Regions from separate parts of the Mus musculus genome. Here all the other regions are linked to region 3. A link is a contact called in public Hi-C and promoter capture Hi-C data. All regions are on one chromosome and are shown on one strand. The core of a region is the stretch at or near the end of the contact, and the rest is flanking DNA. Distances in the headings are between cores, read along the strand shown.

Region 1 (3,687 bases), core at 1,150-3,649, 530 kb after region 3:
TTGGTATTGTTCACTCTGTCTGGACAAGGAAAGCAGAGTGATGAGTCAAGCCCAAGACCTGCTGTTCCTGGGCCAGCCTGCAGTTGCCCCCAGACAGCAGGAGGTAATCTAAAGAACACAACACTCTCATTCCCAGGAGGTGGGGTAGGTGGTTATTGCTCAGTCAGTGGGTCATGGATAATTGATGTCATGGAAGGGGGATGATGGGGTTGTTAATGGTTACAGTCAGGGATAAAACAAAGGAAAGGAATCCCTTTCTCTCTCCCCTTTATCCTTCTTTCTCTCCTGTTTAGTGTTAGGGGGTAAAACCAGGGAGGGCAATGAAAGAGAAAAGAAGAGTGGATTAAGAGTATCCCCTTTTAGACTCAAAAAGCAACAAGTCTCAAATATTTTAGGTTGACATGACAGGAATTTAATATTTAATATTCGCTACAACATACTGTATACATGATTCAATTTTTGTTCAAGATATATGTGTGTATAACTTGTCTGTTTCTAGTGACTTGGTTTTTGTTTAACATTGAAAACATATACAGGAGGCTAATAAGGTTTATTCCTCCAATCAACTACATTCGTACCTAGCGTGACTACAAGTATTGCTCTGAAGACAATTTCTGTAACAGATTAGCATCTGTAGCAAAGTAACATTCCACAGGAGGCACAAAGATAGTTTGGTTCAATACAACTCGGTAACTGGCATTATTTTAGGCTGATTTAAGCATAACATGGTGATTTTTTCCTGGTGATAATTAACTCAATCCGCTGTGCACAACAAAGCACCAAATGAGCTAAATAAAGATTGTATGCATGACATCAAAACTATTTGTAGGTCCAAGTGACCCCTTCCCTAAAGATGTGTTCTACAGCTTGACTTCACACGACCCCTTCTATAATGACGGACTCTGTAGACTGAGAAAAACAAGCTTACATCAAGGGTCTGAGGGAGAACCTAGTATGGTCTTGTCCGCAGATAACACATAACCCAGCCTTTTGGGCAGAGCACAGGCTATGCATTTCTTTCTGTGAGCATAATGACCTCGCTGCCTCCTACAAACGTAGATGTGTAATCGGGCAGAGACGTCTACCATAGAAAAGAAGAATGGGCGGTGTGGTGGGCCAGTGTGGAACAGGACAGAGCTGGGGCAGGTCTGAGGGCAGAGTGGTAGAAGGCTTTCGCATCCTGTTTGAGCTAGTTGATGGAGATACTTTTTTTGTAATGGGTCAGTGGATGGAGACATTTTTTGTTTTACTTTTTTTTTTTTCACAGCCTGACTTTAAAAAAAAAATCACCTTTTAGCCATTGAACGGAGACTCCTTCCAGGTAATAGATATCTACAGAGGGAGAGGATTCATGGCCGCACAAGCAGATATTTTGGTTTACATTTTCAGTAAAATGTTAACAGTCTGTCTAGCGTCCCATAGAAGAGCCTGGAAAGTCTTCCTGGCAGTGAATGAAGACTCCCAGGAGATCTCAATGCAGAGAGGAGGAGGTCATTTGGGGTCCATTTCCTATTCCCACCCCCTCTCTCTCTTTCTTCCTGTTCTCCCTACTCTCTCCCTCCCTGACTTGCCTCCTCTCTGTCTTCTCTCTTCCTCAGCTTCTCTCCTCTCTCTCCTCTGAGGCCTTTCCCTTACCAACTCCTGTCCACCCCTCCCCTCTCCCCTTCTCCTCTCTGTCCTCTCCTGATGGCCTGCTCTTTTCTTCCCCTCTCCCTCTTCTCTCTTCCTCCCTCCCTGGCTTATGATGAAAGGCCTCCTCAGCCTCCATACTGATGAATTATGCAAACCCTTCCAGCGGGTGTGCCTGGCATCCAATTAAGCCCTTGGCCAGGTTGATAACACAGACAGATTAAAATGTAATTCATTGGGCTTGACATTTAGGCCCCAGTGGGAGCAGCAGGGGAGAGAAACAACACCCTCAGGTGCTTTGTTTGCATTTTGAGATGGGGGCTCTCGGCTACCTGTGCTTGCTTAGCTAAAGCTGGCTTGGAGTAGCTTTCACACAGTGTTTGTGGTGGGTCAGGGGATTGGGGGAAGGCCCACGATGGGCTTTCAGCTGAAGCAGGCTTTTTTTTTTCTTGTTCCCTCCAGACTTTTAATTTGGAAATAATTTGAGATTTACACAAGAGTAGCAATCCTAGCACAGCAAGTCCCCATAACCTTCCCTGAGCTTTTGCTGATGCTCACGTCTTATGTAACTACGGAACAGCGATCAAAGCAAAGAAATTAACATGGGCACAATCCCATTAACTAAGCTACTGATGTGTTTTGGATTTCACCCAGTTTCTCACTAAGATCTTTTTTTTCCTCCGGCTCTAGGATCCAGGCCAGGACCTCACATTCCACAGCGGCCTTTTGTGATCTTGATTCCCCAGGGAGAACAGTTCCTCCCCAGTCCCCAAGCCAGTGGCTCTCATACATCATAATTGTACCAGCGATTTTGCTTAAAGGGCACATCCTTCAGTAGACATTCCGATTCGGGAAGTCTCTGCTACAGGCTTGGCATCCTTACCCTTAACAAGCAGCCCACAGAGAGATGCCGACCCTGCCCTACCCCCAAGCACAGTCATCTTGTCTCAGGGTTCTTCCATTTCTTTGCCAATTCACTTGTCACCAGCACCATGTGGTGTCTCTCATCTTTTGGCTTAGCCTTAGGATAAAGCTGTGTTCTCTCCAGCCATCACCCCTAGCCAGATCTGTAGGGAAGGGGCTCAGATTGCATGCATTTCTCCCCTTTCCACCACTGAGGTGGTTAACAGTTGGCCTGAGCAAAATCCCCATGCAAGTTCTCCTTCGAGAGGCCAGCGACTGGGACCTCTGTGCCTGGGCAGAAATCTTGATGTTGTCCTTTAATCCATAGAACAACCCTGCAAGGAGATCAGGGTTCTTTTCATTTTATAGAGCAGAACTAGGAAAGAAAATGTAAGAGGCATGTTTAAATTTGGACTTCAGGTGATATGGTACTGGAATATATTTTAATATTTTTACTCACACTGGAAGGTCAAATGTAGCCAAAGCTCCTATTTTTATCTTCAGTCTCAATTAAGCAATGGCCTGTGGCTGGAGAGACTGTAGACTCAGATATGGGCATGCCACTAAAGGAGGTAGCAAGAGGTACCCCAGTGCTTAACTGCCCAGTGCCTATCTTACCTGGGAGGCCACAAGAAACAGGAGGATCATGTGTAGTTGTCCCTTACCGTGTCTCCAGGGTAGGGACAATAGGGCAGCAGGGACTTAATAAATAATTGCTGCATGAATAAGTGGTCACACGCGTGAGTGCTTATACAAGCAAATGTATGAATAGAATGGTTATGAGCATGAATGTATATATGAGTGTATAAAGAATCACATGCATGTATGTAATGTATGAATGGCCACAGGCATTATACACATACCATGAACGTGTACAAATGAATGGCCACGGACATGAGTGTGTAAGCGAGTAACTAGTATATGTGTATGTGTGTGTGTGTGTGTGTGTATGTGTGTGTGTGTGTGTATAATTAGTATATCAATGGGTGACTACAGATATGAGTGTGCGAGTGAGTGTATAAAAGAGGGCTCCATGCATAAATGTATAGACGAACAGTTAATAAGTAAATGCTATGCACATGCTCAGAAGGACTGGCTTCTGCACTGATGGTGGTTAAACAGTTAGGCTGGTTAGGAGCTGGAGGTCTCCTGTCT
Region 2 (3,581 bases), core at 310-2,809, 570 kb before region 3:
GGATTAAACTAAGGTTGTCAGGCTTGTGGGCGAGTGCCACTACCCACACTAAGCCATCTTGCTGACCCACAGATTGTTTATAAAGACAACAAAACTCAGTATGGCTTGCTTACTATTACATTGTGCGGTGTGTTAAAATTTCAGTGTTTTGTGTTTTGAAAATCAACTCTTCACATTTATTTCTCTGCATGCCCTTATAAGCAGAGGTTTGGGGTGTTGAGATGGCTTGGGGGCTGAAGGCACTGCTGTGTAAGACGGGTGACCCGAGATCAACCCTCAGAACTCACATGAAGGTGGAAGGAGAGAACCAACTCCACAAAGTTGTCCTCTGAGCTCCACATAGCCATAGTCTCCTGGCAACAACCCCACCCACGATCCATCACATATGTAAATGAATACATTAAAAAATTGTTGTAAAGCAAGGGTCTACTTGATTTAAATCAAGGAATTGACCATAGGAACTAGAGGGGCACAAGTCACTTAGTAGTGTCGAAACTTACCCATAATAATGTCCTCTAAACATCCAACCACAGCATCAAATTCTGCATCAGAGGCGGAGGAGCTGAAAAAACACATCAGGATTAGGTGCCGGTCCAAATAATTATTTTTCGAGCTGAACTTGTGTTTTCTGTGGGTAAGGGCATTGAACCCAAGGCCTTGCACACACCAGGCAATCACAACAAAGCCCACTAGCATTTTTTAAAATGTAAGATTCCCAACGTGCATAAAAATAATAGCAAGATGATCCTCCCATCACTCAGTTTCACCAATCAAGGATTATTGTCTAGTACAGAAATTACAAACACAGGAAAACACTCGTGACGAAAACCGGTATGACAATCACAAAAGCAGCCAACAATTTGGGTAGCTGAGGCTGGTGCGGCACAACTTCATACTTCCGCGTTTATTACCCGCAGGATTTACTCACCGCATCCTGGCTCTTAACGCCACACCTATCTGCTGGTGAATGTGACCGCACGCGGGAGTGGCACCGGCCTAGGGGGTAACTGGTCAGGAGTGGCTTTAGACAGGCGGTGAGGCCGCCGCCAGCCTGGGCAGCTCAAGGCCTCTGGGTTTTTGCTGACGGCCACGATTGAGGCCAGAGGATTGTGATGGAAGCGCTGGTTATCTGTGACATATGCCCGTGGTGGCCACGGGAAGAAAACGCCCCGCTAGAGCGGAGCCTCGACCGGCCAGCCCGCAACCCAGAGGACGTCCGCAGGCCGAGGTCGAGCAGACCCTGGCCGCTTCACTTACAAGGACAGCGCGAAGCTCTCTTCTTCTAGGGCGTCCATCGTAGGGGCGCCGCAGTCACCGGCCCGGGCCCGGGGCCCTGCCGCTTCCTACCGCGCCCGCCGCCGGGCCGGGATCCTCTCTGACCCGCGCGGCCTCAACTGCATCAAGGGCCCGCAGAAGGCCGCACCCACGCCCCGCCCGGCGATCGCGCGAGGACGGGGCTGCGGCTCCTGGCTGGGCCCAGCGCCCGCCGGCCTCTCGCGGGGCTACCCCGCCGGTGTGTTAGGGCAGACGGAGCTCGCAGCCCCGCCTCCTGTCACTATGGTTACCCGCGGTTCCAGCAGCCAATCACAGCCTCAGGTTCCCGGTCTCACGCAGAAGACTGCAAAAAATGGTGGCAGTAGACTTTTTTTTTTTTTTTCTGGATGAAAGAATTGGAGCCAAGAGCCTCGGTTTCTTCATTTTCAATTTAGGAATTGTAAAGATCAGGTAGTTGAAACCGTGTTTTAAGAGCGCTAGAAATAGCCAAATTGCTCGAAAGCCACTCTCATAGTTTGTCCTAGATAATGCAGACGTCTGATTTACTAGAGAGTTACTTCTTGGAAGTATGGAAGGGTCCACGGCATTAAGTGGATGACTTGTAACTTAATTTGTGATCTTCAAATCAAAAGCAGTGCGTTGTGGCATGCGTCTGTAGTCCCAGCACTTGGAAGGTGGAGGTTTAAGGCATTCAAGACCTGCTCAGCTACATAGTGAGTTTGCTGCCAGCTTACTCGCACCAAACCCGTAAACAATTATTAGGCAGTAAGTGGTTCCTTGGGTAATTATGCAGCACAAAAATGTTGACAACCACTGAGAGAGATGTAATCAGAAATTGAATAACTGCTTTGGAGAAAGTCCCCTCTAAAACTGCCACACCATGAAGAAAGGTTTCCTGGGATCGCCCCCCCCCCCCGCCCCCTTTTTAAGCATGCCTCTTTGGTGGTCTGATACCTTTTAGCCAAATGTGTAGTACATAACTAGAAAATTTATGGTATGAATTAGGGTTACGTGGCCAATCTGAATCATTTTGGAATGGACATAAAATGTGTATCCATGGATCTATCTTAACAGCATCAGGAACCAAGATGATTTCAAAGACACTGGAAGATCAGAGTATCCTGGTCAAGCTGAAGACAGGCGTGCTGGTAGGTTTTTTGTCAGCTTGACCTGAGTGACCTGGAAAGAAGTTGATTTTGTGTGTGTCTGTCTTTTTTCATCAAGACAGGGTTTCTCTGTGTTGCCCTGGCTGTCCTGGAACTCACTCTGTAGATCAAGCTGGCCTTGAACTCGAGACTCACCTGCCTCTGCCTTCCAAGCACTTGGATTAAAGGCCATGTGCCATCACCTCCTGGTTTTGAATGTGGATTATTTTAATGACTGAGGGAAGGCCCAGTCCTCTGTGGGTGGTGCCATATCTGGGCAGGTGTAGGATCTATGTAAGGAAGCTCAGCATGCTATGGAGAACAAACCAGTTAACAGCATTTCTTTATCTACTTCAGTTCCTGCCTTCAGGTTCCTATCTCAACTTCCCTCAGTTATGGACTGTTGCATGGAAGTGGAAACAAAATAAACCCTTTCTTCTCACAAATTGGTTTTGATTAGTGTTTTGTCACAGCTCTGATAAGCAAACTAGGACAAGCATCTAAAAATTCTGTTCCATTGAGCACTGGTAAGACAGCTCAGAGCAGACAACTAAGATCCTATTAGATCCTTTTTCTATATCCTATTTACTTTTGAATACATACATGAACTGCCTGCTGATTCCAAATCATGGATCCACGGAGAAAAGGAATGAAAAATTTGTCTCCACTAGTTACCTATTGCTCTTTACAACTCCTCTCTCAAGAAACCTAGTGAACTAAAACATTTCATTTACTTATTAATCTGCATTTTGGGAAGGTCTTGGCAAGGATATCTTTTTTCCATTTGGTTGCACTGGAGCTTGAGATGACTTTCACAGAGCTCAGGTGGGTGGCAATTTAGTGGTGGCTCACAGCTGGGAGTTGGTGAGGATTGTGGTGGTGGTGGGGTAGTGGCTTGGGGAAGGGTGTCAGTCCCTCTCCATACAGGCTTTCTGGAGGTGTTTGGGTTTTCTCACACAACAGCAATTGGACTCGAGCAAGTATTCCTGTCAGGCATGATGAAGTACACCTTTAATCCCAGCACTTGGGAGGCAGAGGCAGGTAGGTATGTTTGAGGTCAGTCTGGTCTACAAAGGGAGCTCTAGACCAGCCAGGACTATGAGAGACCCCGTCAAAACAAACAAACAAAAATAATAAAAAATAGCACCCCCTCCCCAATAT
Region 3 (4,068 bases), core at 1,296-3,795:
CCCACCACTCACTACAGTGCTTCCCAGCTGTTCTTTTGCTCCTAGCAGCTGTCAGTCTGTCATCCGGGCTGACATCCTTCTGACTCCCCCTCCCCTGTGCCTGCTCCCCAGTCTCCCATGGCAGTGGCTGCTCATCTCATTTGTCACTGGTAAATAGCTATTCCAGAAGGCACTTCCACATTCTGGAACCTTCTCCCTGGTAGCTGGCTTCTTTACTTACTTTAATTCTTTGCTTGAATGTCATTTTCTTGGGAACTTATTTTCCCTACCACCTCAGTAAATATGGTTTCCCCTCATCCTCTGTTAACTCTTCTCCCGACCTTCCCTAAGGTGCTTACTCTAATAGCTGTGCATTTCTTGTTCTCTCTGACTTCTGTTTGCCAGTTCTAGGAGAGAAGAGATTTGTCTGTTATTGCTATCTATTCTCTGGAAGATTGTCGGGCACACAGTAGGCTCTCAAACATATGTGCAGAATGAATGGTTCGTTGCAACTTTTTAATTTTGCATGTTTGTATCTAAAAGAATATATCCCTGAAGTTCACAAGCAGTTCCCCACTCTCAAACATTTCTGGCTTAAAACAAGATCGTTCCCACACATATCTGTAGCCAGAAGTCTGAAATGACGGTATTAATAGGAGACTGTTTCCTCTGAACATTCTAGGGAAGAATTCTGAGCTTCGGGAGCCTTCAGGCACTCTTCAGTTTAGAGTAGCATCTTCAATTGGTGCCTATGGCTGTTTCTGTCTTCTCTCCCTCTTAAAAGGATACATATCATTAGAATTAGGGGCCACTCTAATCCAGGATGACCTCATTTCAAGCTCTTTAACTTACATCTGTAAAGACTGCTCTCCAAATAAGGTTACCTGTTGCCACCAGCAGTGAGGTGTGTGCCAGAGATACAGCTCCACTCTGCCACCTGCAGCAGCCCAAGCACTGGGCACTCCTTTCTGAGACCTCCATCCAAGTGACAACAGGATTCTTGGTTTCACTGCAGCAAAGAATTCCAGGACCAGACAGTTTGAAGCAGTTGAAGTTTCCTGAGATTTTGGTCACCAAGATGGCTCAGCAGGTTAAAAACAACATGGCTGATGACATGAGTTTGGTCCCTAGAACACATGGTATTGTTTTACACACACACACACACACACACACACACACACACCATATACCATACATAATTAATGTAATGTAATATGCTATACTATAATATAAGCATAACGGGGAGGGGCTGGGAAGGAGTTTAAAAGAGAGGATAGGTGCTAAGGGATAGAATAATACATAGCCAAAAGCTTGGATGTGGGTTTCAAGAGGGAACGACTCACTTAGTATCTTATCAGCTACATAGACTGCTTAGTAGCTCTAGTTATATCTCAATGGGCTGTTAGGAATTCCACCCCACTCCCATCTTCTTTCTCTCTTTTGTTTTACTTTGAAAATTAGCTTACAAAGTAGCAGGTCTTTTATGACATTTTCATGCATACTATGGCTGGCTGATCCTTCTCACCTGCTAGTTCCTTTCTTCTACTCCCCCCCCCCCCCCCCCCCCCCCCCCCCCCCCCGCACATTTACTCTTCTTTCTTTCCCTTCTTTTTGATGAATACGTTTATAAGGTGACTTCACCGGTGCTTTGAGTAGAGTTTGCAATTTGCTAAGATGAACCGACTTGTCACAAGGATGTAAAGAGTTAAGTCACATCATTTATTTAAGTAGGGTTTCTTGTGAGGTCCCTAGCAAATTACAGATTTACAGCTGGCAAAGGAGAAAGGCCATGTCCGTTTAGTACTTAAGCAGGATTCAGTGCTTTTTCAACATTCTTAGTTGAAAGTCTTTTCATATAAAGGGCATGTTGTCTCTAGCTGAGCAACTTTGTACAAATGCTAATTGTCCTGAAAATCTTGACTCAGCTGGTGGAGCGCCTTAACTGGACTTGGGAGAGAAGTACTCTTTCCCTTCCCATGTCCCTCAACTTTGCATCGTTCTCTACTGCTTTATATTTACCACCTAAACTATTTAAATAAACTATACTCTTTACTTTTATCTTGAGGGGATTATTATTTTCGGGTTACTATTGACGTTTGCCTGGGCATAACAGCTAAAGCAAGGGATACACTAAGCACTTTAACGTTAGTTTTGTTTTGTTTTTTTAATCGTGCGTGTGCATGTCCTTGGAGCTGGTTTTCTGCTTCCAACTCGGGTCATCAGGGTTGGTATCAAGTGTCTTCACCCACTTAACTATCCGCCCCGTAAAGCCTTAGTTCTTGAACGAATGAAAGGGTGACATAGTGTGTGGCGTGTACGGGGTGCAGCTTGGCTGACACGCTACAGAGAATCCTGGGGAGGTACTGGCTTAGACACCGCCATCCCAGACGCCAAGGTAAGGCTTCATCTAACACTAATTTACAGCCGCAGTCCGAGGACAGACAAAGAACGCAGGCCAACCAGGCACGACGCCACTGCGCAGTCGCAGGAGCTAGTTGGGACTTGCGTAGCTCTGCCGCTGGGAGGGTCCGCGCAGGCGTAGAGAGAGTTGGCGACACCGATCGCGCTCTAGTCTGCGCTTCCGGCGCCGGGCCTGTGGCGTTCCGCAGTCCTGCGTGTATTTACCTCCTACTCCTCATCCGCTGCTAGGCAACCGGCCGGCCAAGCTGCTTGCCTTGCGCCTGCGTCGGGCATCTGTCTTCCGCCCCTAGCTGGCGCCATCATGCTGCTGCCTGTGTTCACTCTGAAACTGCGCCACAAAATCAGCCCCCGCATGGTGGCCATAGGGCGCTACGACGGGACTCACCCGTGCTTGGCTGCCGCCACCCAAGCGGGCAAGGTAACCGCTCCCACCCGGACTCCTGCCTCCTCCAGATCCCGCCCCTCACGCTGCCCCGCCCCCTGCCCGCATTGCCTGGCAACCGGTCGCCGCTGTCCTTGGCTCCAGTCCCATCAAAGTGGGATTTCAAAGAACAGCTTTGTAGCAGTGACGTTTTTTATCACCAGGTTCTCAGTGTTGAACAGTATTGAGGACAGATCAGGAACCTAGGGAAAAGAAGTCTCAAGAAAAAGGAGCGCTTGTCCAGGAGTAGCAGCGATTGCTGACTCCAGATTCATGCCCAGGGCCTCTGCTTGCCTCCAGGATTCTCTTCCATATTTGCCTCTTTACAGTGGAGGAAGCGGGTGGGGTGGGGACAACAACCCAATGTTAAATTCAGATTGTAGTTTTGGTCCTTGATCACGTACATTCAGATCTTATCCCCATAACCTAAGTGTTCATTAAATGGTTATTATGAGCCACATACTGAGAAAGGGGTGTCAGGGTCACAGATAAAAAAAAAATTCAGATTTAGACCCAGTTTGCAAACAAAAGAAATTGTGAAAGTGAGATTGAATTCTTGTTGTTAGACTCAGCAGGTATGCCAGGTACACAATTGCATTTGTGTAAGGAGTTTTCAAGACACTGCCATGTGTGTTGTATGTTACCTTATATGCTACTTCTAGGGTTCCGTAGCAGGAACATAAGGATTCGTTTAAATGGGTTATGATTTCATAAACTGGTATGGTGAAGTAAAATGCTGAACATTCGTCTTGGTATGTGATGCTACTAGTTAAGAGGCGCTACCAGTCCTGAGGTAGTGCTACACATTTGTTATTTTATCTGTTCAAGAGATTGGGATCATAAGTTCAAAGCTAGCCTGGGCAACATAGGAAGACCCTGTCTCAAAATTAAAATTTTAGAAGAAGGGAGTTCTTTGTCCAATTGTCACTTGGATAAAGGCATGCACTGCTAAGTTTGATGACCTGAGTTCTGTCCTAGGGACACACAACATGGAGAGAGATCTGACTCTTGTAAGTTGTTGTCATCTGACCTTCACATGTGCTATAGAGCCTGGACACACACACATACCCACACACACACACACACACACACACACACACACGAATATTCAAATAGTAATATTAAAAAGGCTGATGATGTAACTCAGTGGTAGAACGATTGCCTAACATACTCAACAGCCTGGGTTCAGCCTCCTGAGCTGCCCTTATCCCAGGCACTGACAAACATCCAAAAGAAGTTCGCATCCA
Region 4 (4,006 bases), core at 637-3,136, 740 kb before region 3:
GTGCCGGGAAGCCAACTTAGCATCCTCTGCAACAGCAGGATGCACTCTTAACTGCAGAGCCTCTCCCTCTCCTCCTAATTAGTGTATTTTACAAGAACAGTATAGGTAACTCATAGTCTGTGACAACAGTTAGAAATGTTTTGAATGTTTTATAAATCTCTGAAAAGCCATTTTCCTGGATCTGTCTCACTTTCTTTTGAGTGCCTGTCTTTTTTCCACAACCACTGTGCTCAAGCCTACATGAACATCTTTGTTAAACTTCATCTGCTTTAAACACAAACACACACACACAAATCAAAAGGCCAGCCCGTATTATTTTGAGACATAGACTTCCTATATAACTCAGGCTGAGGCAGGACTAACAAGTTTTTAAAAAAGAAAAAAGAAAAGGAATAAAAAAGAAAAGCATGATGACACACTCTTTTAAGAGCACTCAGGGGGCTGGTGAGATGGCTCAGGGGGTAAGAGCACCCGACTGCTCTTCCAAAGGTCCGAAGTTCAAATCCCAGCAACCACATGGTGGCTCACAACCACCTGTAACAGAGATCTGATGCCCTCTTCTGGTGCGTCTGAAGACAGCTACAGTGTACTTACATATAATAAATAAATAAACCAAAAAAAAAAAAAAAAAAAAAAGTAAACTCTGATTAAAAAAAAAAAAAAAAGAAAGAAAACACTCAGGAGGCAGGACCAGGCCAATCTCTCTAAGTTCCAGGTCAGTCTGGTCTATATTACAGTGAGTTCCAGGTCAGCCAGAAATATAGAGTGAGACTTTATCTCAAATACTTCAGAAAGGGGACGGTTACTTCGGAGATACCTGTTGTAAACTGCTTGCATAACATTGAAAAAAAGATGAATGTTTGGGCTTTAAGGGCCCACCTAATATAAAGTTGTCGGGAATACAGTTGAACTTTTTGTGGACACAATTTCATGGGTAAATACCCTATGACTGGATTTGTTGGCTCACATTGCATTATTTTTGTTAAACATATTTCGTCTGAAACTCTAGCTAAAAATGCCACAAAGGAAGTCATTGAAAATAATAAGGAAAGAAACACAGAACAGCATGCTTAACAACATCAGCATTTGCTATAGGCCCAGAAAATTTGAAGTGAGGAGCCCCCAAAGTATGGTTGCGAGATCTCTGCGGTTCATGGAGATTTTAGTTGCATATTTTTTGTCACTGTGTCAGTGCAGAAAGATTCTATATACGGACAGCGATTTTTGCTTTTCCACTTAATGACAATGTACAAAGTTTCTAAAAGTAAATGTCTACTATTACTGTGGAGATAAAAATACGGGGCATATGGCAGCAAATGACGAATGTCACCAGCTTAGTGACGTGGTGTGGCAATAACTGACTCTGTGGCTGTTCGGTCGGTTTCTCCAGCGAGGCTGGCACAGCGCCTACGGCGACGGAGAACGCTTTGGAACGGACGAGCTCTGTGACCTTGGGCACACCGAGCCCTCTCTGAAGCTCCATTACCTCTGGGGAACCGGGGTGACAGGACTGCCCCGCGGCTTTTGCCCCCTCACAGCTCAAAGTCCGGCGACTGAAACCCTTAAGTGGCTTTTTCCAGCTCGCGACTCCAGCGGCTCCACGCCGATGCCCTTTACCTTGCTAGCCCCGACCAGAGCCTCTATCATCCCACGCCAAGCCCAGATCCGCCCTGCGCCTTCTTCCCGTTTTTCCCCCTCGCGCCCCGGCTCGGCTGGCTGTCACCTCACCGGGCAGGCACCGCAGCTGCAGGAGCCTCCAGCCCAAGCGGCCGAGGACACCAGACACGGCTGCTGTCGCCGCCATCTTGGAAGTGGGCACGCACGCACGCTGAGGGCGGCGACGCGCCGGGCAGCGTCACGCGTCAGTGGGGCCGCGTCCGCTCACTAGGACTCAGGTGTTGTGCGGCGTCTTCTCGCGAGAGACCAGGACGAGAAGCCGGCGTCCGCGGAGCGGGTTTTCAGGCTACGAGGAAGGTGAGGACGCTCGGGGTCGCTCGAGCATCTGAGCGGGCTTAACGGCCCTCCTAGGGGCCACTCTGGTCTCCCGTGCTCTCGCTTCGGCTTCTGGCGCCGTCATTGTCACCCCTTGGGGAAGCCGGGGTGAGGGGCCGCGGCGGCCGGGGCCCTGCACGCGGCGTGCTGGACGCCGGGGCTCGTCCGCCGCCTTTTTCCGCGTGGAAACCCGGAGCTGGCATCGGGACCGTCAGTTTACTCCTAGCCATCGGTGGTGACCTTGAGTCTCCTCCAGGGCACTTGGCGGAAAGCACCAAAGGTGGGGAGAACCTGGAGCCACAGGTTGTCCATTCGAGCCCGGCATTTATGTCCTAGGATGCTTGTTTATAGAAGGAGCCACCCAGGCTTTTGTCCTGGAGAGTTGCCCCTGTGCCGGGGTGTGGTCCCTAGCGATCACTAGCCATTTGCAAGGTCGGGAGAAGTTCGCTTCTCGGTGCCTGAGTCCAAGCTGCGGGTCTTCAGAGTAGAGCGGACTGCCTCGCTTGCTCTACCAGGGAAGTCTTGATGTTTGCTAGAAGTAAACGGTGTATGTTTAGTGTCATGGTCATGGGGTGGGGGAACATGTATGTATAGGTGCATACGCATGTGTGTGGAGGCCAGAGGACAACTTGGTGTTTCATCAAACTGTGGCCACCTTCTTTGTGACAGGGCCTCTAGTTGGCCTGAAGCGTACCAGTTAAGGCTGGATAACAAACTTTGCCACACGAGCTTTTGAAATATATATACACACACATACATATATACTTATATGTATGTACACATATATGTGTATGTATATATATGTATGTGTATGCATGTATACACACATATATAAAGATTCTGTGTGTGTTGGGGAGGAGTGTCTGCTTCCACTTTGAGTTCTGAGGGTTAAACTCAGGTTGTCAGGCTTTGTAGCAAGCACCCCTAACCCACTGAATCATCTTGGTAGCCCACACCCAAGGTTTTCTATGTGGGTTCTGGGGCTCAAACTCCTTATGCTTGCAAAGCACAGCCTCGCCCTTCCCAGAGCCCTGATAATGAATGGCTTTTGAGAGAAGAGTTTCACCGAGGAGCGTAAACTGTCCTCAGAACTCCTTCACCAGTCTCCCGAGAGAGCTAGGGTTACACGAAGGCTCCGACATTCTTGGCTATTGGTTGGTGTTTGTTTCGCTTTGTGGTATTGAAGAGTGGACCCAGGTCATGCTAGGTTAAGCACATACCACTGAACTGTGACCCTATCCCTAATCAGCTGGACCTGCTACCACTGAGTCACCCCCAGCCTCTCTGCCACCTTAAATGGGACCCAAGCCTAAGATTATGGTTCTTAGGTGCCTTAAAGATAAATAAACCCACCTCCAGAAGTTACTCCCAGAGGAGAGGCACTGCTCTTACTGCCTGCTGGTAACTTAGCAGACCAGCCTCAAACTCCCAGAGATCTGCCTACCTTTGTCTGGAGAGTACTAGTATTAAAAGCAAATGCATATTCACCCGGTATTAACATTTTTAAAAAGCCATGGGTTGATGGTGTCAGTTGGAGGAGCGTCTAACAAACAAGGTCAGTTATGTGACAGTTATGTGACATTGACTTCTACTTCACCTCTTTAGTTGTGAAACAGCCCTGAGTCACAGCTCCTAAGTATGCTGGCTTAGGCACTGGAATTTTTTTTCTTTTTTAATTTTGTAATTATATTTAGGTACAGAAAATTTAGTGTACATTTAATCCAATTTAGTGGCGAGTTCTTTAGCTTTTGCTTTTTCCAGCTTGGCAATGCGAGCCACAGACTCAGGACCCAGGACGTTGCCTCCCCAGTGGCAACGGATCTCGTCATATCTGTCATTATAATTGGTCCTAATAGATTCCACCAACTTAGCCAGAGCACCCTTGTCTTCCGAGTTAACCTGTGTGAAGGCAACAGTGGTGCATGTCTTCCTATGGACCAGGTGCCCCAGTCTGGCCTTTCCCTTGATGATGCAGTAGGGCACCCCCATCTTTCGACACAGGGCAGGCAGGAAA
Region 5 (3,892 bases), core at 328-2,827, 760 kb before region 3:
CCTCGAGTGTCCATGTTTACAAACGCTCCACTCCCTTTTGGCCTCCTTCCTCTCTCAAAACAAACAAACAAACAAACGATAAAACTGGTCAGATTCTCCTGAAGGTGTCATATTTTGCCTTGTTATGTTTGCTCATGTCTTGTCTCTAACTGAAAACGTACATGATTTACATATGCAGCAGAAATAAGAAATTCATTTTTAAAAAGACACCAGGATGGATTTAAAAAAACAAAAAACCGAAGTCTGTCTGTCTGTCTGTCTCTCTCTCACACACACACACACACACACACACACACTTCAACAATAAGGAACAAAAGTATGTTGTTTGTTAAAGAAAATCTTAAGCCGGGCAGTGGTGGTGCACGCCTTTAATCCCAGCTCTTGGGAGGCAGAGGCAGAGGCAGGCAGATTTCTGAGTTCCAGGCCAGCCTGGTCTACAAAGTGAGTTCCAGGACAGCCAGGGCTACACAGAGAAACCCTGTCTTGAAAAACAAACAAACAAACAAAATTAGAAAATCTTTATAACACATGCTTTCTCTCATGTGGAATCTCTCTCTTTTTCTCTTTCTCTCTTTAATAAAGAGAAAGTTCGGAGCCTGCAAGATGTGCAAGATACTTTTTGTTGTCAAGCCTTAAGGAGTTCAATCCTGGGCCCCATATGGTGGGAGAAGAGAATCCCTCCTACAAGCTGTACTCTGACCTCTACACATGAACTCCGGTACTCGAGCCCAGAGATAGACACATATATGTAAATAAAGGTTTTCAAAAAGATAGGGGGAGACGACAAGAAAGTATAGCAGGGTACTATCTGGAAGGATGGGAGAGACCAGGTACACTCTGTGTGTGTAGATTTCAAACTACATAACGAAGCCCATGATTTTGTAAAATCAGCATATATGTTCAAAAGACACCAGCCAGTAGCGAACACTGACGTCAAAGCAAAAGCGCATCATCTACACTACTTCGGCAATCGCTGCATCACCTGCTAACGACGCCTAGCATCTACACCGCCCGGATGAGGAGGCTGCAGCCCTCCGCTGTTTAACAGTGCTTGGTTTTGATTTCTGTTGCTTTGGGGTAGACGAACAGTACTGGGAAACCCGCAGCTGAGCAAGGCACGCACCAAGGCGGGCCTAGGCTGCCCCAGCCCAGCGTACAGCACCGCAGTGTTCTCAGCCCCCACCCCGGGCGGAGGGTGGGCGGCACGGGCTCCCAGGGACGGTCGCTTACCTATTATGGGCACCTCTGCGATGAAGACCCTCCGAATGGAATTGGCCACCCTACAGGAGGAAAGACAGGCGGTGTGAGCGGCCCCGAAGCCACAGCCCCGGGGTCAGGAGCTCGAGGACCCGGCCGCCCGCCCGCCTCTCCCCTCGCCGCCTTACGCCAGGTCCGTGTTCTCGATAATGAACTTGACGTTCTCTTCGGTGAGTTCCGTGATCCGCACTGTTGGCTGGTTGGCGTACGGCATCGCGACCCTCCGCCAGGCTCCCGCGCCAGCCGCACAGCGCGCCTGCGCGGCCACCAGCAGTTTGTCGGCGGGGCAATCGGCGCTTCCGGCTAGTCGCGGGCGCAGCGCCACCTGCTGACCGGAGGCCGGAACTCTCCTGGCCTGTGTTTTCTAACCACACCGGCGCCAAAATGCATTGGTCCTATACTCTTGAAATCCCCAAGATATACAGCACAAAAATTAAATGTACAGGGTCATTCATGCCAACGTTATTTATAACTGCTAAAAATAACGCATTAGGCAATGATCGATAGAGACTTGGTTAAACTTACATACGGGGCTGGAGATACGGCATTGGGGATAAGAGCACTGGCTGTTCTTATGTAAGACTTGGATTGTATTCCCAGCACCCATATGATGCCTAACATCTTTAGCTTCAGTTTCTGAGGAAACTCTCTCCTGGTATCTGAGGGCACCAGGTATTCACATGGTGCACAAATATACATGCAAGCAAAACATCCTTATACATAAAAATAATTTTTAAAATACATAGGAATACAATGAAACCTTAAAAAAAACCATTAAAAAGTTGTACATCTATACATGAACAAAATGGCTAGGGAGGTGACTCAAGCATGCAAGACGACTGATAGGTTATTTCTCTGCTGGTAAAATGAGCCAATTCAAGACAGATTAGAATATATTAAAAGGCAGGTTTATTGGGAAGCTGCTCTCAGGTGAGTTCACTGGCCTTAAGAACAGAGGCCGGGGAACCGCCATGGGAAGGGCAGAGAGGGAGAAGAGAAAGGGCCTGGGGCAGGGGGAGGGAGATAGATCGATCCAGAGAGCAAGAGCAAAATGTCTGGATTCTATAGGGAAGAACCTCTTGGGGAAGGGCAGCCCAGCCTCTGGGCTGGAAAGTTCAGGGTGGAGGCAGAGCATGCCAGGTGGGGACTGAAGGATGCTGGGAGAACCTGGAGGCCAGGTCTGCTTTGACGGGTAAAATATGCACCTCAGTCACTTGTTCCAGGGTGCGAAGCCAAACCCTGATGTGCAAGGACACAAGGTCAAATTCTCAGAACACCTGTAAAGAGGCATGGTAATGCAAGAGTCTAATCTTAGGCTCCTGTGAGTAGGAAGATGGAGAGAAGAATCCCCTGGATGCTCTCAGGACAGTTAGATAACACACAAAGAAGCAAACAAGAGACCCACATCCGAGCTAATGTCAGAGAGAGTACTGTAATGCATACACAAGAAAAACAAAACCCATGTTTTTTTGTTTGTTTGTTTTTGTTTTTGTTTTTCAAGACAGGGTTTCTCTGTATAGCTCTGGCTGTCCTGGAACTCACTTTGTAGACCAGGCTGGCCTCGAACTCAGAAATCCGCCTGCCTCTGCCTCTGCCTCCCAAGTGCTGGGATTAAAGGTGTGTGCCACCACGCCTGGCTTTTTTTAAAATTTTTTTTTAAATGTATTTCTATTTTATATGTGTATGTATGTAATGGTACCAATACATCACGTGTGTGGAAGGATGCCAGGCCTGACTGCAAGTGCTCTTACCCACTGAGCCACCTCAAAGGTCCCCAACGTATACTCAACAATGTCCATATGTGTTAGACGATACACACTTTCCCTTCTACTCTTGATCGTGTGATGTTCTTCTGAAGTAGATACAATGCTCTCCACTTCTACAGATCTGTGTAGTTGCAGCTGAGGAGTTTAAATGGGCCTCTAAAAAGTGGCAGCTGTTCACACAGAGAAAAGAGGCCCTTAAACGGAACCCTGAAGGAACTACATTTAGAGGGCAGAGTTACCAGAGAATAAAGAGTTGCTGTAACAAGGAGTCACATTTCTTCCTGAGGGAGAGAGAAAAGCATTGACAGAGGGGGGCCTGGTCTACAGCACACACCATCCCTGTGAATCATGAATCACACTTGTCTGCTGAGAGGGATGCTATAGAGGATAGAGAAAAGATGAAGTGTAATTATGTGGCAGTAACTCTATGGAATGTCGAGAGGCATTAAAAAGAAAAAATCAGAGGTACAGAAAGAGCCTGACAGAAAGCCCTGTGGACAAGATCTGGAACTCAACTCTCCCCATCAGCTGATTTAAACAGAAAGACAGTGATTTGTACAGAAGACCGTGCTAACCATGGGCACAAAGGAAACGGCGCCAGTGTAGAGGCTGGAAGACTAATGAAAGCTAAGGACTGCCTGCAAGTAGTCAGAGACTAGGAGCAGACAAGAAGTGCATGGCCTGGGATTACTCTCATTTGACTGTGCCCAAAGATGCAAGGCTGTCATGGTGGCCCCGTAGGTGTGAGGATACTTAGATACTCGACATTGTCTAGATGGACATAGATGTGGGAAGCCACATACGCCATTACAAGATGGCACTGGCTACCGCTGTTAAGTTCGGGTAAACAACCAATGTGCGCATGTGCA
Region 6 (3,765 bases), core at 269-2,768, 780 kb before region 3:
GGAGGCAGAAGAAGGCAGGTCAAGGCCAACCTGGTCTATACATCCAGTTCCAGGACTGCTAGAGAAATCCTGTGTCAAAAAAAAAGGAGGAGAAAGAGGAAGAGGAGGAGAAGAAGAAAGAAAGAAAGAAAGAAAGAAAGAAAGAAAGGAAGGAAGGAAGGAAGGAAGGAAGAAAGAAAGAAAGAAAGAAAGAAAGAAAGAAAGAAAGAAAGAAAGAAAGAAAGAAAAGGGAATTAGCACAGTGGGTAGAAGTAGATATTGAGTAAAAATTTTGAAAGAGAATGAAGTTTAGGAATCCCACTTAGAGATGATACTTCTAAATTTCATTATATTATTACAATTAATTTGCAGTTCAGGGGATTGAACCTAGAGAAGGTTCCTTCCTTCCTTCCTTCCTTCCTTCCTTCCTTCCTTCCTTCCCTCCCCCCTCCTCTCTCTCTCTCTTTCTTTTCTTCTTTCTTTCTTTCTTTCTTTCTTTCTTTCTTTCTTTCTTTCTTTCTTTCTTTCTTTCTTTTTGTTTCTTTCTTTCTCCCCCCCTCTCTTTTTCTTTCTTTCTTAAGTAGGATCTCACTAAGGCTGGCCTTGAACTCATCAGCTTCCTGCCTCAGCATGGGATTATAGACAAGTACTACTAGGCCAGGCTAAGAGGCCTCTTTTTGTTGAAACTCTCTTTTTTTCTCTGTGGCCATACAGCTTCTCTAGCAGTGTCCCAGGATGAAAGCAGTTCACTCTGAGGGCTTGAGAGCTGAGGACTTTATGAGCTGCTGTTTGAAGTAAAGCAGAGGGTCAAGTTTGGAAGCTGCATGGGAAGGTCAGGAGGTCATGGGAAGGTCAGGAGGTTCAGTTTAGCATCCAGGAAGAAGAAAGCCATTTCCTGTCCTATAGCCCCGTGGCTTCCACTTAACACACACTTTAGTGACAATCCTGGGACATTTTAAGCGGACAGAAAATGGCTCCTTTACTTTGCTGGACAAGGCTGAGTCTCTAGTGTTCCGGCAGAGGGGGTGGGGAGGTAGGGTTGGGAGGATACGGGGCAGGGGATATACATGCGTGGGTACTGGGTTCTTGATTCCTTCATGCATTAGGCTAATCTCTCACAGAGTGCAGCTGAGTGTGCGATTGGGGAAGTGGGGCAGGTACTGAGCAGGACTGGATGGTAGCAAAGTGTATGTCTAGCAGGGTACTGACTCTTGATGTTGGGAGGTGAGGTTCAAGGACTGGGAGTTGATATAGGGTTCAGCCTCCAGCAGATGCAAGACCACGTGGGTTTGAGTTTTAGAGCTCAGGGAGGAGCTGGTGCGACTGAGGTGGGTACTAGAAGTGAGCAGAGGGCTAGACTGCCAGGCGGAAATTTCTGTCCTAGTAATAAGACTTTGGCAGGACTCCGGGACGAGGCGTGGCTCCGAGAAGGGGCGTGGCACGATGCCAGGGATGGGCGGGGGCGTGGCGGTGGGGCGTGGCGCGGCGCCAGGGCGGCGCGGGGCGTGGCCTCAAGGGGCGTGGCGTCGCGGATCAGCAGAACCAGCTACCTCCCGAGTCTCCTCTGGATCCGGAGCTGGCGGCTGCGCTTCACTTCTAGCTTACAACCAGAGCCGCGCGCCGCCACCCTACCTTCCCCTCCCGGCCGCGCCGAGACGCGGGCATGAGCCCGCCCCGCGTCCCGCGGAGCCAGCGCCCCGGCCCGGGCCTCGGCGCCTAGGTAAATAGGGGAATACGAAGCGCGGGGGGGGGGGGGGATCCCTAGGCCTCACCGAGACGTGAGACTCCCGCAACTCTCATCCTGGGGCGCCTGTGGTCACCTCCGGAGCCCGCGGGCTCTCCCAGCTATGGGAGCGTCCTACTTTAAGGAAGGAGGACTCAGACGCGCCTCTCGAAGCCAGCGAGACCCTGAAACTCCCTGAGCCGTCCTCAACCAGCTCCCATCTCTAGGAAGCGCAGGTGTGAGTCTTACCTCACCTGTATTCCCCATGTAACCCATCAGAGAAACCCAGATCCCCGGTTCCCTGAGCCTCTTCCCGGAAGCAGCCTTCCTCGCCTTCCTGCTCCCCAAATTCCAAGAGACACTTTCCTTTTACTGCCTATCCGACCTGCAAGTGGCATTCCTATTCATTGCAGTCCTCCGGGCTAGCAGCCTCCTGCCTTAAAACCTTTCTCCTCTGGCTCTGGGAGTCTGTACACATTCTTTTGGAGACAGCTATCTGTCACAGCATAAGGACCGGAGTGGAGCCTTGGGCAGTCGGGAGTTCTGTGCAATCTGCCTGCGTGGAGCGGTGGGAGCAAAACAATTGCCAGACACTTGGATGGAGGGCTTTGATAAGACAGGGCAGCCAGGGGCCAGGTGTCAGCTCCAGCACATTCCAACAGCCTCCAGGGGCTGCGCTTCCTGCACATTCTTTGAGGGCCCTTTTCGGAGAAATGCAGGCTGCTGTGTAGGTATCCCAGGTAGGTCCCAGGAGCTGTGTCCCTCTCGCTCTGCTGCTAGTCTCTGTGCCTGGGTGCTGGGTATTCCTGGGCAGGGCACCAGGCTGGATGTGACCTCATCCAACAACCCCAGCCAAGGTGGGGCCCCTAGCCAGGCTCAGACAGTGTCAGCAGCAGCACAAGTCCCCTGAGGCAGCTTTGAACAAACTGTGGATCACGGACCCGGCTGGTTCTCCTGGACTTTGCTGGTCTTGCCAGTTGGCACCGAGATGTGGAGAAGTGGGAGCCCGCTGCCGCTTACACTCTCTGGAAGCAGAGCTGATAATGGTGTTGAAAGGATGGGGACAATGCTAGATATAATTAGTGTCCCTCCCTAGATTGGCATCCACTCTGTCCTTTATCAGTGTCCTGGTCACTGGGATGGAGCTATAGCTAGATAGAAGGGGCTTGGGAACTGTCATTGTAGGTGTCCCTACATGGCCAAGTGACAGATGAAGGAACCGGGAACATCAAATCTCATAGTGACATGTGACAGACTGAAACACTGGATGTTGAGAGACAGCTAATTAGCAAGGCCAGGGTGTCAGGAGGGCCTGAAGGAGGAGGCAGATTTTCAGCGGAGCTCCAAATGAGGCAGTGGAATATACTTGAGACCATGGGAGGGAGTTTAGTTAGAGGCAGGAAAAAGCAAGCGCAGTGAACTTTACTGAGAAGGCTTTATGTACTGAGAGGTGGCAGGGTACCAGGGGAGAACAGACAGCAGTGGTATGAGGCATTGGACCACATTGCTGGGGACCATGAGTGTTCAGATGTCCTGACCCCCCCATGTTCGCTCTGCCTGGTTCAGTACTTGTGGCTGGCTCTCCTTGGACCAAACCTTCTGGGGCTTAGGGATCTATGGAAGCGCCCCCTGCTGGTCGCAGACAGCAACCACACAGGGATGGGGCAGTTGGTAGTTAAGGTGGAGACAACCCACCTGCAATCAAATCTCTGCTGTGAAGTGAAAACAGACCGAGGACGGTGAGATAGTGTCCAGGTAGGGCTGATTTGCAGCCCTGATAAGATCAGATCTGTCAAGGGTGGGGCAGCCTGGCCAGGCAGGACTCAGGCTCTGTGGTGTTTGTTCTCGAGCCAAGGCCTCCAGGCAGGGTTCTGGGAGGGAGCATTTAGTGCAGCCTATGGGGCAGGTGGGTAGGGAGGGCTCTAGAACGCCTCCTGTATCCTCCCTACAGGATGCTGCCCTGGCTGGGAAGGGCAGCAGTGTGTGTTGTCCAGTTTTGCTGTTTGTGGTAGCTTGGACTAAGGCAGCTACTATCCCTCCAGGAATAGCCATCCACATTGATA
Region 7 (3,684 bases), core at 776-3,275, 900 kb after region 3:
TTTCTTTCTTTCTTTCTTTCTTTGGTAGGCATTGTATCAAATATTAAATGCAAAAATGACAGACTTGGAAAAGAAAAATTCCACTAACAAGAGACAACATGATCAGCCCATGTTGACTGAGTGTTGGACACAAGTGTTGGATCAAGCAGACTGGAAATTTCAAATAAGTGTATAGGAAAAGCACACGCCCTGCAAGTGGGGTGTCTTCAGCAGAGACAAAGACACAATTAGAAAGAATTAGAGTCTGAAACTGCTACTCTGGGAGAACTGCTTCCACCATTTTCATATCTCATGAGCTCACGGCAAAACTCTGCCTGGGAGTCAGCCTCGAGAGTTTGTTTCCTCCAGACGAAAAGAAAAACAAGCAAAGCAAAGCAAAAGAAAACACAAACTCACAACAACCTACTGAGAGTAACGTGCAGCACGAATCCAGCCAATAAACCCAGAGTAATGTGCAGCAGGAATCCAGCCAGTAAACCCAGAGCGAGGCAGTGTGATTGAGCTGGAGACTTGCCAGTACACCCAGTGGCCAGTGGCCAGGAAGGATACAGTTTTAGTCTACCTCTCCCCCATCACACTCTGTGTCTGTTGTGCCAGCACCACATATCACAACTCCACTCCTCCTAGCGGGCAAAACAAACCTGTGCATACCACCCTGATGTATACCACCACCAGTTCAGCCCAGGTATGGCTGTAAAGATAACAGTGATGCTGCCTGTGCCAGCTTATTCTAGTGATCAAGGTCTCTGAGGGGTTTCAAATGACTCCAGTCACAAAGTACCCTGCTGCTCATGGTGAGAAACTCAACTACAATTTGTGAGATTCTGTGCTCTCCTTCCACTGTGTGAATTTAAGTACATTCATTGATGAAATAGAGGGAAGAGGGAGAAGGTTGAAAAATTCCTTAAATGAAATGAAAATGGAGATACAACATACAGAACCCAGATAAAACAGAAGTACTTCGGGAGGAAATTCTATATCATGAGTAACTACAGTCTCATGTCTTTAAGAAGATATAATTATGCATCAAATGGACTTGAACCCTTCCAGAGCTGTAGAATGTCTATTATTTTATCAGCTCACTACTATTTTACGTCAACTATTTTTTTCCAAAATGGATCTGTCAAAGAGATTTGATCTTAAAGAAATTAAAGATTTCTAAAATCAAACAAATAACTTAGTAATGCATCCTGAGAACTTAAAAATAAATGATTAGATGAAAGAACCAAAATACACACCAGAGGAATGAAAAGAGGTACCCAAACATGAAAGTATGAAGAGGCTACACTGCTGGAATAGGCTAGGGTCAGCAATTGCATAGATGCACTGACCCACCTGCTGTTGTACACTCCCATGAAAAGGGAGGCCATGCGCTTTGGCAATGTTTGAAGAATCAGTGTGTACGTGTATGCATGGATGGTTAGAAGCAAGGATTGTTGCCAGCGGAGTTTGTTTCCTACATGAACATTATGTCCAAAGGTTCTTTCTCTGGTAAACTTCCTTGAACCTAAGTATGCACCGTGCCCAGCCAGGTCACTTGGCAGGAATACTACAAACTTAATTTAGGAATCCTCTAAAGGTTGGTAGAGTGTGAGTTCCCTTCCTAACTCGAGAGTATGGATTCTAAGACATGCAGGTCCAGGAAGGCTGTGAAATGTGTCCGTCCTCACATCCCAGCTGAGCAGAGCTTTGTAGAAGGACCCCAGAACAACACTTCCCACTACCTGCAGGCACCTGGCTGCTGCTGTCTGCTCTTGAGAGGTCAGGGTGCACTGAATTGAGGTGAGAGTGCTGCAGGGAGAGGTGCTTATGTAAGAAGCTGTTGGATGGGTTTCTGGCCACTTGTAATCTGAGTACTGGGCACTGACTGTTCAGATAAAAGTGGGTAAACTCCTAGTGGGCGTGGCTTGGAGGGCCCAACTGACACCCAGAGAGCTCTTTGGAAGGAAGAGTTTTTTTTTTTTTTTTTTTTTTTTTTTTTTTTAAGCTTAGATTACATAACTGAGCTGGTTGAGCAAGACTTAAGGAGGCGGGTCCCCTGGTCCACAACAGAAGCATTGCTAAAGCAGCAGATAGCTCAGAGACCCACAGAGCCCTTGTCCTTCCACAATGGGCCTCTACCCTCTGATATGGCTTTCTCTTGCTGCGTGCACAGCTTGGGGTAAGTTCTTCTGGGTTACAAATGTCTGTGTGTACATTTTCAGTCTTTGTTCTGGGCACAATGGGCAATGCTGTGGACAAAATAGTCCAGTCCCTTGGTGAGTTTTGCTTTCTGCACTTGAAGGGGTGCATCAAAGTCCGAAGAACTTGACTCCCACAGAGACAGAGAGGAGGATGGACACTGGGATACCCAGCTATAGGAGGCACAGGAGAGCTGAAGAAGGATCAGGCTGCTTCCCTGTGATTCTTTGTCAAGTTGCAAGCAGGTCAGAGAGAGAGAGGCTGAGCAGAACATGGAAAGCATAAACTCAGGAGCCAGCCTTATATCTGGCTCCTAATCAATAACTCCAACTTGATATCCTAAAGTTTGCAAAGCCTGGGTGATACAGTGACTAGGGAACCCCCACCTTTAAAGCAGAGATGACAGGAGTGCCTTTTTCACTGAGGACAAAAAGAGCGGTTGCTTCTGCTCTGGGTCCAGAGGGTAAGTTAGGTTAAAAGGTAGGCAAAAGGTTTGGCTGAAAACGTAATGGATTAATAAAAATTACAACGTGCTTAAATCAGACAATTGAGATGATGGTGTTACACTGAAGCTCCCACAAGGCAGGGACAGGTCACAGGGATGGTGTAAAAGAGGAAACAATGAGGTTAGTCAGGAGGCCAGGGCAGCGGAGAGACCGGGCAAGCAAGAGCCATTGTTGTAGTTTCACCTGAAAAGAAGAGAGGAGTGAGGTGGCATGGGGTGGAGGGGGCGGTTACATGGAGTTCTTTGGGAGGTTTGGGGGATATAGGACTTTGTTTGGGTTTTTTGATGACTAGATCTTAGAGATCAGGACAGGTGGGTGGCCCAGGCAGGAGACTTAGATAAGGTGGGGGATGGGACCCACATTAGTTACACCCTGGGGATTCCAGTTCCCCCAGCCTGTAATGTCACCCTGTTTTCACCTTTTTACAGTCAATGCTTGGTGCTTTGAAATCTTGCCTGCTCTCCTGGCAAGGCCTCTTTGAGAAATTATGTAAAGAGAATGAATGTGCCTGGGCACAGAGCAAATGTTCCGTATTGCACTCTGATATTACACAATTTTAAATACATAACTACATAATATTTGTGCCATTGCTGTATATCCACTTGACGCAGGAATATGACCCCAGATAATCTGTTTCTACCCACTTCACGGTGGACCATCACCGAGCTGACAAAGCCTACCCCAGGCGTTTCTCCTCAGGCTTCACCCTCCTTCACCTCTTAGAAGTGCTGAACACATATCAGCATCTTATCCCATTCTCCATGGTCTTTCAGAATATCGTAAAGTAGATTTTGTATGTACATGTCTACCAGAAAGTTCATCGTTCTTTGTAATAACTAGTAACAACAACTTGAATATTCACAGTATGCATCTGGCTGTTGATAGCATGTGACATAGAGGCTGGATTCCAATGAGGAGTTTTCAGTTCTAGTGACCACTTCCCACTAAATTTGGAAATTTCCTGTCTTTTCTGGCCACAAGCTTTGAGGAAGAATGA

What was found. Promoter capture Hi-C pulls out the DNA fragments that hold promoters and counts their contacts. A called contact is a pair of places that touch in the nucleus more often than the background predicts. Capture Hi-C pulls out chosen DNA fragments and counts their contacts.
Region 1: a promoter capture Hi-C map of hippocampal neurons shows a contact between it and region 3, with 2.8 times the contacts expected there. The contact joins the enhancer-like site here to the promoter of Bbs2 in region 3. A contact is called at or near these places in 2 of 39 promoter capture datasets (cranial neural crest and hippocampal neurons), 1 of 484 Hi-C or Micro-C datasets (forebrain) and 3 of 115 datasets of contacts at active chromatin or transcription factors (astrocytes, embryonic forebrain and stem cell-derived neural progenitor cells).
Region 2: a contact with region 3 is called in a Hi-C map of muscle stem cells, with 4 times the contacts expected there. The contact joins the promoter of Arl2bp here to the promoter of Bbs2 in region 3. A contact is called at or near these places in 4 of 39 promoter capture datasets (the 3T3-L1 cell line, liver and pre-B cells), 2 of 484 Hi-C or Micro-C datasets (CD4 T cells and muscle stem cells) and 1 of 9 other capture datasets (liver).
Region 4: a promoter capture Hi-C map of liver shows a contact between it and region 3, with 2.5 times the contacts expected there. The contact joins the promoter of Ciapin1 here to the promoter of Bbs2 in region 3. A contact is called at or near these places in 3 of 39 promoter capture datasets (liver and pre-B cells), 2 of 484 Hi-C or Micro-C datasets (CD4 T cells and double positive thymocytes), 1 of 115 datasets of contacts at active chromatin or transcription factors (memory CD8 T cells) and 2 of 9 other capture datasets (adipose tissue and liver).
Region 5: a contact with region 3 is called in a promoter capture Hi-C map of liver, with 2.7 times the contacts expected there. The contact joins the promoter of Polr2c here to the promoter of Bbs2 in region 3. A contact is called at or near these places in 3 of 39 promoter capture datasets (liver and pre-B cells) and 1 of 9 other capture datasets (adipose tissue).
Region 6: a contact with region 3 is called in a Hi-C map of regulatory T cells, with 5 times the contacts expected there. The contact joins the promoter of Dok4 here to the promoter of Bbs2 in region 3. A contact is called at or near these places in 1 of 39 promoter capture datasets (pre-B cells) and 1 of 484 Hi-C or Micro-C datasets (regulatory T cells).
Region 7: a contact with region 3 is called in a promoter capture Hi-C map of 3T3-L1-derived adipocytes, with 3 times the contacts expected there. The contact joins the promoter of Ces1d here to the promoter of Bbs2 in region 3. A contact is called at or near these places in 2 of 39 promoter capture datasets (3T3-L1-derived adipocytes and cranial neural crest).

What each region holds. Positions count from the first base shown.
Region 1 is chr8:93,570,428-93,574,114 of GRCm38.p6, reverse strand. The region is part of intron 9 of Gm26843 (a long non-coding RNA gene); the gene reads left to right. Among named protein-coding and RNA genes, the nearest start is that of Ces5a, 36 kb to the right of the region's middle. Within about 2 kb of position 2,399, at least 85 of the 459 cell types and tissues checked have an H3K27ac peak or open chromatin away from gene starts, as enhancers often do. A contact at or near this core is called in astrocytes, embryonic forebrain, forebrain and 1 more, where this site is marked.
Region 2 is chr8:94,664,578-94,668,158 of GRCm38.p6, reverse strand. Arl2bp (ADP-ribosylation factor-like 2 binding protein) reads right to left here and starts at 1,559. Exons shown (of 6, transcript NM_024191.2): 1 at 1,258-1,559; 2 at 501-562. The coding sequence starts at 1,295.
Region 3 is chr8:94,096,986-94,101,053 of GRCm38.p6, reverse strand. It overlaps Bbs2 (Bardet-Biedl syndrome 2 (human)), which reads left to right and starts at 2,545. Exons shown (of 17, transcript NM_026116.3): 1 at 2,545-2,818. The coding sequence starts at 2,702. It overlaps Gm39226 (a long non-coding RNA gene), which reads right to left and starts at 1,512. Exons shown (of 2, transcript XR_879106.1): 1 at 864-1,512; 2 at 482-755.
Region 4 is chr8:94,836,220-94,840,225 of GRCm38.p6, reverse strand. It overlaps Ciapin1 (cytokine induced apoptosis inhibitor 1), which reads left to right and starts at 1,886. Exons shown (of 9, transcript NM_134141.4): 1 at 1,886-1,974. Coq9 (coenzyme Q9) reads right to left here and starts at 1,813. Exons shown (of 9, transcript NM_026452.3): 1 at 1,729-1,813. The coding sequence starts at 1,804. It also overlaps the pseudogene Gm7418.
Region 5 is chr8:94,855,135-94,859,026 of GRCm38.p6, reverse strand. Polr2c (polymerase (RNA) II (DNA directed) polypeptide C) reads right to left here and starts at 1,577. Exons shown (of 9, transcript NM_009090.5): 1 at 1,386-1,577; 2 at 1,231-1,280. The coding sequence starts at 1,471.
Region 6 is chr8:94,874,065-94,877,829 of GRCm38.p6, reverse strand. It overlaps Dok4 (docking protein 4), which reads left to right and starts at 1,518. Exons shown (of 9, transcript NM_053246.3): 1 at 1,518-1,699.
Region 7 is chr8:93,196,145-93,199,828 of GRCm38.p6, reverse strand. It overlaps Ces1d (carboxylesterase 1D), which reads left to right and starts at 2,025. Exons shown (of 14, transcript NM_053200.2): 1 at 2,025-2,161. The coding sequence starts at 2,110.